Linked DNA regions of Ovis aries: all the other regions are linked to region 2. A link is a contact called in public Hi-C data. All regions are on one chromosome and are shown on one strand. Each heading gives the region's core, a stretch centred on a gene start, on an enhancer-like site or on the middle of the called end of the contact. The rest is flanking DNA. Distances are from core to core; before and after follow the strand shown.

Evidence for each region. A called contact is a pair of places that touch in the nucleus more often than the background predicts.
Region 1: a contact with region 2 is called in a Hi-C map of liver, with 2.8 times the contacts expected there. The contact joins the promoter of DNLZ here to the promoter of TMEM250 in region 2. A contact is called at or near these places in 2 of 16 Hi-C or Micro-C datasets (liver and tail adipose tissue).
Region 3: a Hi-C map of hypothalamus shows a contact between it and region 2, with 6 times the contacts expected there. The contact joins the promoter of UBAC1 here to the promoter of TMEM250 in region 2. A contact is called at or near these places in 9 of 16 Hi-C or Micro-C datasets (blood, hypothalamus, liver and 5 more).

What each region holds. Positions count from the first base shown.
Region 1 is chr3:3,114,814-3,118,438 of ARS-UI_Ramb_v3.0, forward strand. It overlaps DNLZ (DNL-type zinc finger), which reads left to right and starts at 1,746. Exons shown (of 3, transcript XM_015093830.3): 1 at 1,746-1,987; 2 at 2,545-2,684; 3 at 3,430-3,625. The coding sequence starts at 1,787. The coding sequence ends at 3,598. It also overlaps a transcript of LOC101116303 not described here.
Region 2 is chr3:3,317,272-3,320,816 of ARS-UI_Ramb_v3.0, forward strand. It overlaps TMEM250 (transmembrane protein 250), which reads left to right and starts at 2,154. Exons shown (of 2, transcript XM_012160626.4): 1 at 2,154-2,225. It also overlaps LOC105607253.
Region 3 is chr3:3,450,434-3,453,731 of ARS-UI_Ramb_v3.0, forward strand. It overlaps UBAC1 (UBA domain containing 1), which reads left to right and starts at 1,754. Exons shown (of 10, transcript XM_004005569.5): 1 at 1,754-1,946. The coding sequence starts at 1,809.

The DNA of each region.
Region 1 (3,625 bases), core at 496-2,995, 200 kb before region 2:
GCCAGACAGACTTCCTCAGCGTCAGACGCCAGCTGCTGGGGGGCAACGAAAGAGGAAGAGGAGGCAGCAAATGGAGAAGTGAAGACTTGGTCTCTCCGCTGCCGCCCAAAGACGCAAGCTTGAAGCCACCGAGCCCCCACGTGGGGATGGGCAGGAAGAACCCACAGGCCACGAGTGGGCAGTGAAGGCCGCTGGCCAGCCAGCCTGGGAGCCCCAACCCTGGGCTGGCATGGCCCCTTGCAGGAGGTGGGGCAGGCTGGGTCGGAGGCCAAGGAGGAGGGAAAGGTGTGAGCTTCAGGGGAAGACCTGGGCCTGGGCTGCTCCCACCATGTCCCTGAGACCTGGGATCCATACCCGGCCCCCACTGTGGCCAGCCCATCAGAGCATTTTTTCTGAGGGTCCTGAGCCTTGGGCCCTTCCAGATATGGCGGGAGCCCTAGGACCTCAGCCCCTGCTCCCAGGGCACCTGAGCCGTCTACTCGGGGGGTGAGAAGTGAACTTGAGTCCCCGTACCTACACAACGGGAATCCTGGCAGGTCCAAGTAAGGACCCAGGAGGTGGCACAGGGCTGGCCCAGGCTGAGGAGGTAAGAGGTACCTGGCAGCTGGGCAGGACGGACAGGCACTCTCCCTTCCAGGCAGCCTGGCCATCGGGGAGAGCCCGGAGCAGCCGTCTGTGGCTCCACAGGAGGAACAGCTATCGCTGACCCCAGAAGTAAGGCTGCCTGGGGTCCCTGGGAGGCCCCTGGGGAGGTTCTCAGCCTGGACCCCTGAGAGTGATTCCTCCACCTGGATGTCCGGGGCCTGAGCCCAGACTCTGCCCATGGGCTCCTGGGGTGTGGTGGGTGTTTGGAAAGTGAAGTGAAGCTGAGACTCCTCCATTTGTAGACAAAGCCGGGCAGGGAGCAGTCCAGTCTTCTGGACAGGGCTCAGCGTTAAGTGAGTGGAACTCGGCCTCCCTGTCCACTGCACTGAGCCTGACAACAAAAGGGGTCACCCCAGACACTGTAGTGGAAGGAACCCTGGCCTGGCGCCGAGGGTCCCCGGGCCTGTCCCTGGGCCTGTCATGTCATCTGAAAAGAGGGACAGCGCACCCCGCCGACCTGGTCCCCAGTGCGCAGCCCCGGGGCCGGGAGTGGGGCCCACAGGGGCGCCGGCCGGAGTCCGAGCCTCGCCCCTCCTCCAGGACGCAGGACTGAACGGCCGGGAGCCCCCAGAGAAGGAGAAGGGCCGGCGGCGCCTCAAGGAGAGCTTCGAGAACTACCGCAGGTGGGCCCGCGCGGGCGGTGGGTGGGGCTGCGGGCGGGGGCCTCGTGCGAGCCCCCGCCCGCCTGCGCTGTCTGGGTCTCCCGCAGGAAGCGGGCCCTCCGGAAGATGCAGCTCGGCGCGCGGCAGGGGGAGGCGGACGGAGAGAACACCACGGGCAGCGACAACACCGACACCGAGGGCGCCTAGCCGGCCCACCGTCCAGCCCTCCCCGTCGCGGGAGCGGGGCGCGCCGCCCCCCCCGCCCCCAGGCCGCCTCTTCGTCGGCGAGCACGGGAGGGTTCTGTGTGGGCACCTTAAAGTGCAACTTTGTCAATAAACTACCGCGGTCCGGACATGGCCGCCCCCAGTGGTCTCGGTCCAGCACGCGCCGCCGGTCGCCAGGGGGCAGCAGAGCTCCCCGCCGCCCGCCAGGGGGCAGCAGAGCACTGCCCGCCCACTGGCGCCGGAAGCCGGGGAGGGTCGCTTCCGCCGCTGCCCGCTTCCAAGATGGCAGCGGGGCGGGGCGACCGGAGGGCGGCATGCTGCGGGCGGCGCTGAGCCACGTGCCGATACTGTTGAGCCGCGCGCGGCCCCGCGGGCCCGGCCCGAGGTGGCTATGGGGTCTCCGGGTCCGCCTGCAGGCCGCGAGGACAAGGCGGGCGTGGGGGTGGGGCTGGCGGCGCTTGAGCTCCGAGCCGGGACCCGGGCCGGCGCACTACCAGCTTGTCTACACCTGCAAGGTGGGCCCGTGGCGGGGGCGGTGCCGGCGGGGAGGGGCCCGGGTCCGCATCTGGCGCGCGACGGTGCTGCGGAACGGCGGGGGAGGGCGGGGCCATCCACAGGGGCGGGACCTCCGTGAAGGGGTGGGGCTATCATTCGAGGGTGGATCCATCTGGGAGAGGGCGGGGACGCGCGAAGAGGTGGGGCTACCAGTGGGGGCGGATCCTTCCGGAGGTAGGGCTAAGCTGGGGCGGGGCCTTCCAGGAGGGTGCGACTACCAGTGGGGGCGGATCCCTCCGGAGGTGGGGCCAGGCTGGGGCGGGGCCTTCCGGGAGAGGTGGGGCTATCACGGGTGACAGATCCTTCCGGAGGTGGAGCTAAGCCTTCCGGGAGGGGCGGGGCTCTCCGTCCTGGGAGGGGCGGGGCTATCCGTCCTGGGAGGGGCGGGGCTATCCGTCCTGGGAGGGGCGGGGCTATCCGTCCTGGGAGGGCGGGGCTATCCGTCCTGGAGGGGCGGGGCTATCCGTCCTGGGGGGGCGGGGCCGTGTGGAGGGCCTCACTTTGGGGTCTCCCCAAGGTCTGTGGGACCAGGTCCTCGAAGCGCATCTCCAAGCTCGCTTATCACCAGGGTGTGGTCATTGTGACCTGCCCCGGCTGCCAGAACCATCACATCATCGCCGACAACCTGGGCTGGTTCTCGGACCTGGATGGGAAGAGGTGAGGCCTGCCTGGGCAGGGCTGAGGACAGAGGCCTGTATCCCAGGGCTAGCCTGGTCCCTCCTGAGTCTGCGGCCCCACCCACCGTCCCTGGGGCACCGCCCTTCTAATGAAGATTGCAGAGCCTATCTCTATAGCCCAGCTTTCTTGTCAAGAAATGCATCGTTGAACTTGGAATTCAGATGAACCATGATAACTTTTTGGTGGAAGTATGCCCCAAGTATGCGATTTTCTGCCCTAGGCCATCCGCCCTTGGTCCTGCTTCACTGCCTGGCCTCTGCTCTCAGTACTAGCCTCAGGGGCAGCAGGACCTGGTGACATGTCAGCCACCCCCCACCCCGTCCCCAACAGGAGGGATCAGACTGTGTTGACAGCTTACCTTTTGCTTTGTGGTTCCTTCCTTCAGCCTACAAGGCGCTCCTTCCCAAGTATCTGCTATGGGGCCCGGGTCCTAGCATGCACCTTTCTGTCCTCTCTGAGGCTGGGGCAGGTGTGAGCTAGTGTGGTTGGGGGCTCTGGTCCTGCAGCGTCAGCCACGCCCCCTCGTGGAGGCAGTGTTCAGTGAGGGGCGGTATTCAGTGAGGGGTGGCGCACAGTGAGGGATGGTGTTCAGGCGTCTCCTGACTGGGTGGACCTGGTGCCACACCAGTCTAGGACCCACACACTTGAGCTTGGCCTGGGGTGCCCTCGAGGGTCCAAGATGCAAAATGGCCAGGAAACGTCACAGCACCTCTCTCTTTCTCAGGAATATTGAAGAAATCCTGGCAGCCAGAGGGGAGAAGGTACGCCGAGTGGCTGGCGAGGGGGCCCTGGAGCTCCTTTTAGAGGCTGCGCGGCCCCCCAGATCCACCACTGCTGCGGAAGGGGCTGAGGACCAGGATCCCACCCAGCCCTGCAAGACGGAGGCTAGCTGACCTGTCTTCTGCCTTGGAGAAGGGTGC
Region 2 (3,545 bases), core at 904-3,403:
GAGGACTGGACAGTTGGAACATGACTGCAGAGAGGTCAGTCCCTCCCCACACCCAAACCTGCAGGGCAGCCTGATGTCAGGAGTCACTCAGCCTCTACTGTCCTGGGTGGCAAAGAGTCACTCCATGTCTGGCCCCTGAAGTGACCGGATCCTTGCTCCCCAGCAAGCACAGGGACAGTGGAGGGTGGGGGTGGCTAAGACCGTCCCAACCTGACGGTCTGCCCGTTTACCATTCTCTGTGAGCCGTGTGATAAATGCTTGTTTAAAGCAGGGGCGAACTAGGTTTTTGCAAAGGCAGAGAGTAGAGGGTTTGCGGGCTAATGGGCCTCTGCAGCAGAGGCTACTCAGCTCCACAGACAACTGGGACCCGTGGTGCCCTGGTTTACGGCTCAAAGCACCGATGGACTCAGGCCCTTCTTGGACCCTTCACTCGTCTCAGGCTTGGCTCTGGGACACCTCGTGCACTGTTCCAGCAGGTGGCGCCCAGCCACCGCCCACATCACAGATGTCCTCCTGACGTGGGGGCGGGGGAGCAGGGAGAGAGGGGTGCCTGCGAGGATGGCAACATGAGGGAGCCCCCGCTGGACGGCCCCCCCCACCCCTGCCAGGGGCAGCCTGCAAAAAATCGCAGCACACGCCTGGGGTCTCCCCCTGCCCTGCCACTGAGCTGGCCCCGAGGACACAGCCTCATCTTCGTCCTTGTGGCTCTGGAACTGGCGGTGGTCAGGCTGCAGATATGGTGGCTTCCAGCCTGTCTACTGAATGAAACAACAGAACATAGCAGAGCATGTGGTCAGGAGAAGTGCAGTCTGTGAAGCTTCTGGAGTTGTTTAATCGTGTGCATGTACGGACTAGATCACGGTGTAGACAGACATCTATCTTACCGTGCGGCCTGTGGTAAGGAAACTGAGCCAGTGGGAGAGGCCGATCCATCAACCGATCTTTGAGCTTCTGAGGTGGAGAAAGGGTATGGTTGAGATTAGTCAGAACCACTAACTCCCACCAAGGCGGGGGCGGCCAGGGAAGGGATGGCACACAGTTGGAGGCAGTCTCCTGGAGGTGGGCACAGTGACTGGGGTTTTAAAGGGTGACTAGGAGCTCACTGGGTGGAGGAGAGGCAGAGGGACAGAAAAAGCTAGTGCGAAGGGACAGGGACGGGAGCACTGGGGCCTCCTCACAGGGCTGAGGAGGGGGCCTGGGTAGGGCGTCTTCAAGGGACAGGGCTGGACCCAGATCTGGGGAAGAAAACCAGCACCCTCGGTTAGGGTACAAAGCAGGGATCAGCTGCAGAGGCCCAGCCACAGAGAAGATGCAGTTTAAGAATCCCTTCTTACAATACCCTTCTTCTCTCCCATCCTCTCCTGCGGCCCCCTGACCTGATCTGGGCCCCTTCCTCCCCTCTCCATCATGACGCGGTCAGACTCTCCTCACCAGCGGAGCGGCAGCTACAGGGATAGAACCACCACGCGTGTCCCCAAGCACCGTGCTCCACCCCTAGGACAGGGCGGGGCGAGGGCTGGTTGGGGTCAGGACGTGCACGCCTGGTGCTGGCAGGTAGGGGCTCCAGCCCTGGGGCGTCAGCCAAGGGGAGGTGAACACCCAACTGTCTTCTGTAAAGGATGCCCGAGGAACTAGCCTCTACTAGAGCAACCGATGGGAAAAACAACGACCAAGTCCAGGACCCCAGGCACTGGGGGTGCAACGAGCTTCTTCCACGTGTGGAGACAGATTCTCCATACCCGACAGAACTCAGGTAGGTGGAACTTGCCAATTACATCCAAGGAGCGTTAAGTTTCCCCTATCCTGACCTCGACCGGATTAAAATACTTAAACACGTCTACACCGACATCCTCTCTCCCAGGGCTCTGTGGATCCCTACATGGGATCTTGACATCTGCGGGTGGTGTCAACCAGTCCGTCCTGACTCCCTACATTTGGGGACCTTGGGTGGTGTCCCCAATCCGCTCCAGACTCGCCGGACGGCAGACACGCAGGGCCGGGGCCAACACCAGCAGCACCACGATTCAGGCGTCTTTACAGACCGCAGGACCATCACTGAGCCAAGCGCGCGCGCCTGCGTACTGCCCACAGCCTGGGGCACAGAGGCGCATGCGCAGAGGAGCTGCCTGGAGGCGGTGGGGACGCCGTTGGGCAGATCCTCTATCTGCGCCTGCGCAGGACGGGCCGAGGCGCCGACCGGGTACCTGGGGCGGTGTTGTCCGGGGGTACGTCACGGGCCGCGCGCCGGGCGCGTACGCACGCACGCACGCACTTACGCTCGGAGGGCAAGCGCCGAGTTCCGGGCGCTCCGGGTCTACGCCGAAAAGGGGGAAGGGAGGCGCTGTCCGTTTCGGCGCGGGCGGAGGGTGGGTGGGGGGGTGTGTGTGTGAGGAAAGTCCTACGGTGGCCGCAGAGGGACGGCGCTACGGCTCCCACGCTGGGCCAAACGCCGCCGGCCGCCGGGCGCGGGAGACCCTGTCCCTTCGGGGCGGCCCCGGGCCGGGACGCTTGAGGGTCCGGGCTGCGCCGTCGGCACCATGCGGCCGCCCTGCTCCTGGAGTCCCGAGGGACAGGGGGCCGCGCGGCTCGGGACGCCGGCGCGGAGAGGGCAGCCGGTGAGCAGGCGGGGGTGCCCGGGCGGGGCGGGGCGGGGCGGGGGCGGCTCCCAGGGGCGCCACGGGTTGGCCCTGCCTCTGGGGGTCGAGGGCCTAGCACTGAGCGGGCGGGGGTTGGGGGAGCGCGTGGGTGTCGCCCCGGCCCCCCACCTGGAAGCCCGTGGCGCAGACCCTTTGCCCGCGGCGAGGTGGGCAACGGGAGGATGGCTAGCAGCCCACCCCTGGCTGCGACCCCGCAGGAGCACCAATGTCTAAGTGCCATCAGATGCTGTCAGACCTGGTTCTGGCCGCAGCCTGCGGGCAGGGCTGGGCCTATGAGCAGGGAAGGGTGGACGCGGCCGGCCTCCCCTTTCCTCTCGCTCTGGCCACAGCAGCACGTGGGCGGCCAGAGTGAGAGCTAGCAAGCACCAGCCCCTCTGCAGGCCCCCAGGCTGCACGCCACGTGACGGGAGGCCGATGCCCTAGGCAGCGCCTCTCCTGGGCCTGTCGTCAACTTTGCCGCTCCGATTTTACGCATCCTGTACTTCCAGTTCTGTTTTCCATCCACGACCCAGGCACAGCTATAAACGGCAGTTGCTAGGCAAAGCCAGAGGGCCACTTGGTATTTTCTCCTCTCCGGTGGTCCAGTCCCATGACCTGCGATGACACCACTGGGCAGCCCTGGGCTCCCATCTCCTCCTCTGCCAGGCATGGGCAGCCTTTGCCCAGTAATGCTTGCTTCCTTCAGCACCCCTGGAAGCCCAGTGCTGCTGGCATCCCCATGGTGCAGAGCAGGAATAGTCTCTCAGAGGGTGAGGTGACCTGCCTAAGGTTACCCTCCTGGTGAAGGACAGCACCGGGGTTCAGGCGCCGTCGGGGGAGCCCAGAACCCTGCGCCAGCTGCCTGATCCCCAGCACTTGGCCTGTCAAGTTGCTAAAGAGAGTGACCCA
Region 3 (3,298 bases), core at 504-3,003, 130 kb after region 2:
CTTTCTCCTGCCTCCAGGCCTCGTCTGTCCTCCTGCCATTCAGAGACTAGCATCTGCACCGCAGCTTCCCAGGGACTCATGACAAAGACCAGATGCTTCAGGGGGGCTTCTTCTGACCTGGATCCATGTGCCGCCCCAGCCACTCGCCGCCAGGCCCTTCCCTTCCAGCATGCTTCCCGGGCAGCCCATCCCGGTGTCCCCCACTTTGCCTCCTCAGCCCCCTGATGCCGCCGTGTCCCATAAGCTCCCCTGGGGCTAACCCCAAGCCCTGCTGCCCCCCCCGCCCCCCGCTGTCTCCTGTCTCGTGAGGCCATGTTTGCACAATAGATGACACTGGCAGTTCCTGCGTGAGAAAGCCCGTTCCCAGGGCGATAGTTTGGTCTCAAGCCCTAGTCCTGACCAGACCCCAGAGAAGGGTCTGGCTCATGGAGGCTATCGGTAAATGCTAAACTGAATAAAAGGAATTCACACACGAGCAGAATGATCACAGGGGAACAGAACCTGTGTATTAAACGGGAGACATGCCGGGACCACCTCCCCATTTAGATCACCAGCCTCCGAGAAAAGGGACGGTGTTGGATTCATCTCTGCTCAGCAAAGGTCCTTGAATGGATGAGATGCGAGAGTGCAGGTCAGTCACTTGCTCCAGGTCTAGCCTGAACTGCAGAGTGGATACTGATATCCGTTACCCCCACAGAAATGAGTGTGCTGAGTCTGCGGGTCATGTTTCTTCCCTGCGGTGCTCACGCACCGTCTGAAGGCACCTCTATGGCTGCGCAGCCTGAGTGCTGGGCCCCACCCCAGAGTCCCTGACGGGGGCATAGGGGCAGGGCAGGAGAAAGTGCACTTCTAACAAGCTCCCAGGTGCTGCTGGTCTGGGAACCACACGCAGAGAGACTCTGCTTTAGTGCAATGCAGTCCAAAGAACACAACAGCAGCCACATAGACAACCTAAAATCTAGCAGCCACAGCTTTAAAAAGTAAAAATAAGCAGTGCCAACATATTTTATATAGCCCATTCTATTCCAACACGCAGTCAGCACACAGCGCTTCCCCGGTGGCTCAGCTGGTAAAGAATCCTCCTGCGATGCGGGAGACCTGAGTTCCATCCCTGGGCTGGGAAGATCCCCTGGAGAAGGGAAAGGCTGCCCACTCCAGTATTCTGGCCTGGAGAATTCCATGGACCCTATAGTCCATGGGGTCGCAAGGAGTTGGACACGACTGAGCGACTTTCACCAACTCACTGTCAATATATAAACATTGTTGAGGTATTTTTCGTGCTCTTTTCCTGCCAGCTGTTTAAGATTCAGTGTGCATTTTACACTGAGACCCATCGCAAAACAGACTCGCAAATGCACGGCTCCCGCGTGGCCGGCGGCCCCGGCTAGCACAGCGCGGGCAGGTGCTGGACGAAGGAAGCGGCCCCGAGAACTACAACTCCCGGCGTGCTCGGGGAGCGACCAGTGACGCACTTCTGGCGCGGCGGCGACGGGGACGGCGAGGCAGCCGCAGGAAAACTACATCTCCCGGCGTGCTCCGGGTCATGCCCTGTGACGCACTTCCGGCGCGGCGGCGACAGCGCGCCCCCGGTGGCTCAGCGGCGGGGCGAGGGCGACTGCTCGGGCGGGCGGGCAGTGGGGCGAGTGGCGGGCGGCCTGCCGACGGGAGAGCCGGGGGCGGGGCGGCGGCGGCCAGCGAGGGAGCGCGCGGGCGGCCTGGCCCCGCCCCCGGCCCGCCCGCCCCGGTGACCTTCAGGGACCGGGCGGCGGGCGCAGGCCCCAGGCCCGGGCGAAGGCGGCGGCGGCGAGATGTTCGTGCAGGAGGAGAAGATCTTTGCGGGCAAGGTGCTGCGGCTGCACGTCTGCGCGTTCGACGGCGCCGAGTGGCTGGAGGAGGCGACCGAGGACACCTCGGTGGAGAAGCTCAAGGAGCGCTGCCTCAAGCACGTAAGGCCGGCCGCGGCTCCAGGCTTCCCTCTTTCTCCCGCCGCCCACTGGACCGTGGGGCTCCGGACCGGGCGCTTTATCCTCTACCTTCTGGTCCAGCTTCCCTCAAGACAGCCTGGGGGGCCGGGGCGCATCGGGGACGCGGGCTGGGAGAGGCCAAGTCGCCGCCGGAACGGGGCCTCCTGCGGTTCCAGAATCCATCCATCCGCGCTTGCTGTCGCGGCGAGGTTCCCGGAGCTGGGAGTTAGTGCCCACGAAGGTAGAGAGAGACCCGCTGGGAGAAGCGCCTTCCCCTGACCTTGCAGAGCCGGCTGCTTGGAGCCGTTTCCTGGGGCTGGCATGGGGGCCGGCGCCTGGCTCTGGCCACTGGTGCGCCCCCGCACCCCCTCACCGTGGCTGGAATCACTTAAAATAGTGTGGCTTGGCCGAACTGGTCCATGCACCCCTTGCTGTCCTCGGCCTTTACGTGGATTACACGGGCAGGTCGGGGAGAGGGCCGTTTTCTAAAGTTTGTTCACGTGAAGCACCCCTTGTAGGTTCCTCAGAGTTCTAGTCTTTGTCTGTCTCTTTAAGCTGCTCGACTCTGTAAGGCAGGCCAAGACATCTGTCCGTGTGACTCAGGCTGCCTCAGGAAACTCTATCCTTTGCACGATCTAGTATCTCCATGTCAGAATTTAGGACAAAGGAGGCCACAGCCTCTTACTGCTCATTTCACAAAAAAAGTGTGCCTGTATGCCAGTGACTCGCACGTTTGTTCTGGGCCCACCAAGAGTCTAGCCCTGGCTCTTTCTTTTAGTGTGGTCTCCAAGGACAGACTTGCAGCTATTGTTTAGTGACTCCCGCAAAATGCTGTCGGGTCCTTTTGGGAGTCTGGTTCTGTGGAGTTGTGTAATTGTTGCAAGCAGGCCGGAGAGCATTCTGGTTGCCAGAGTCCCCTTCCGGAAAACCCTGGATGTGAATAGCGTCTTGGTCTCACGTCAGGGAGGAGGGGGATGTGGGCTCGCACACTTGGGCAGCGATGTTTTGGCCGTTTCTGTTTCTGATGCAGTGATGGGTGATTTCACTAAAAACCGCCACGACAGCGCTCAGCGGGAAGGCTGGGAGCCCCCTGAGCGTCCAGGCTATTAGCGCGAGGCTCACTGCTTGCCCAGTGCAAACCTCTCTGAGATGCTGTGTCTACCCGGTCAGCACAGGAGCCCCTTGAGGGCTGGAATACCTTAATTAAAAAATAATGCCACTGGAAAAATGGTACCAGTGGACTTGTTGGACACACGGTTGCCACAGACCTTCAGTTTGTGAAAAGCCCAGTATCCGGGAAGCAAAATAAAGCCAGGACGCAACCAGACAGGGCA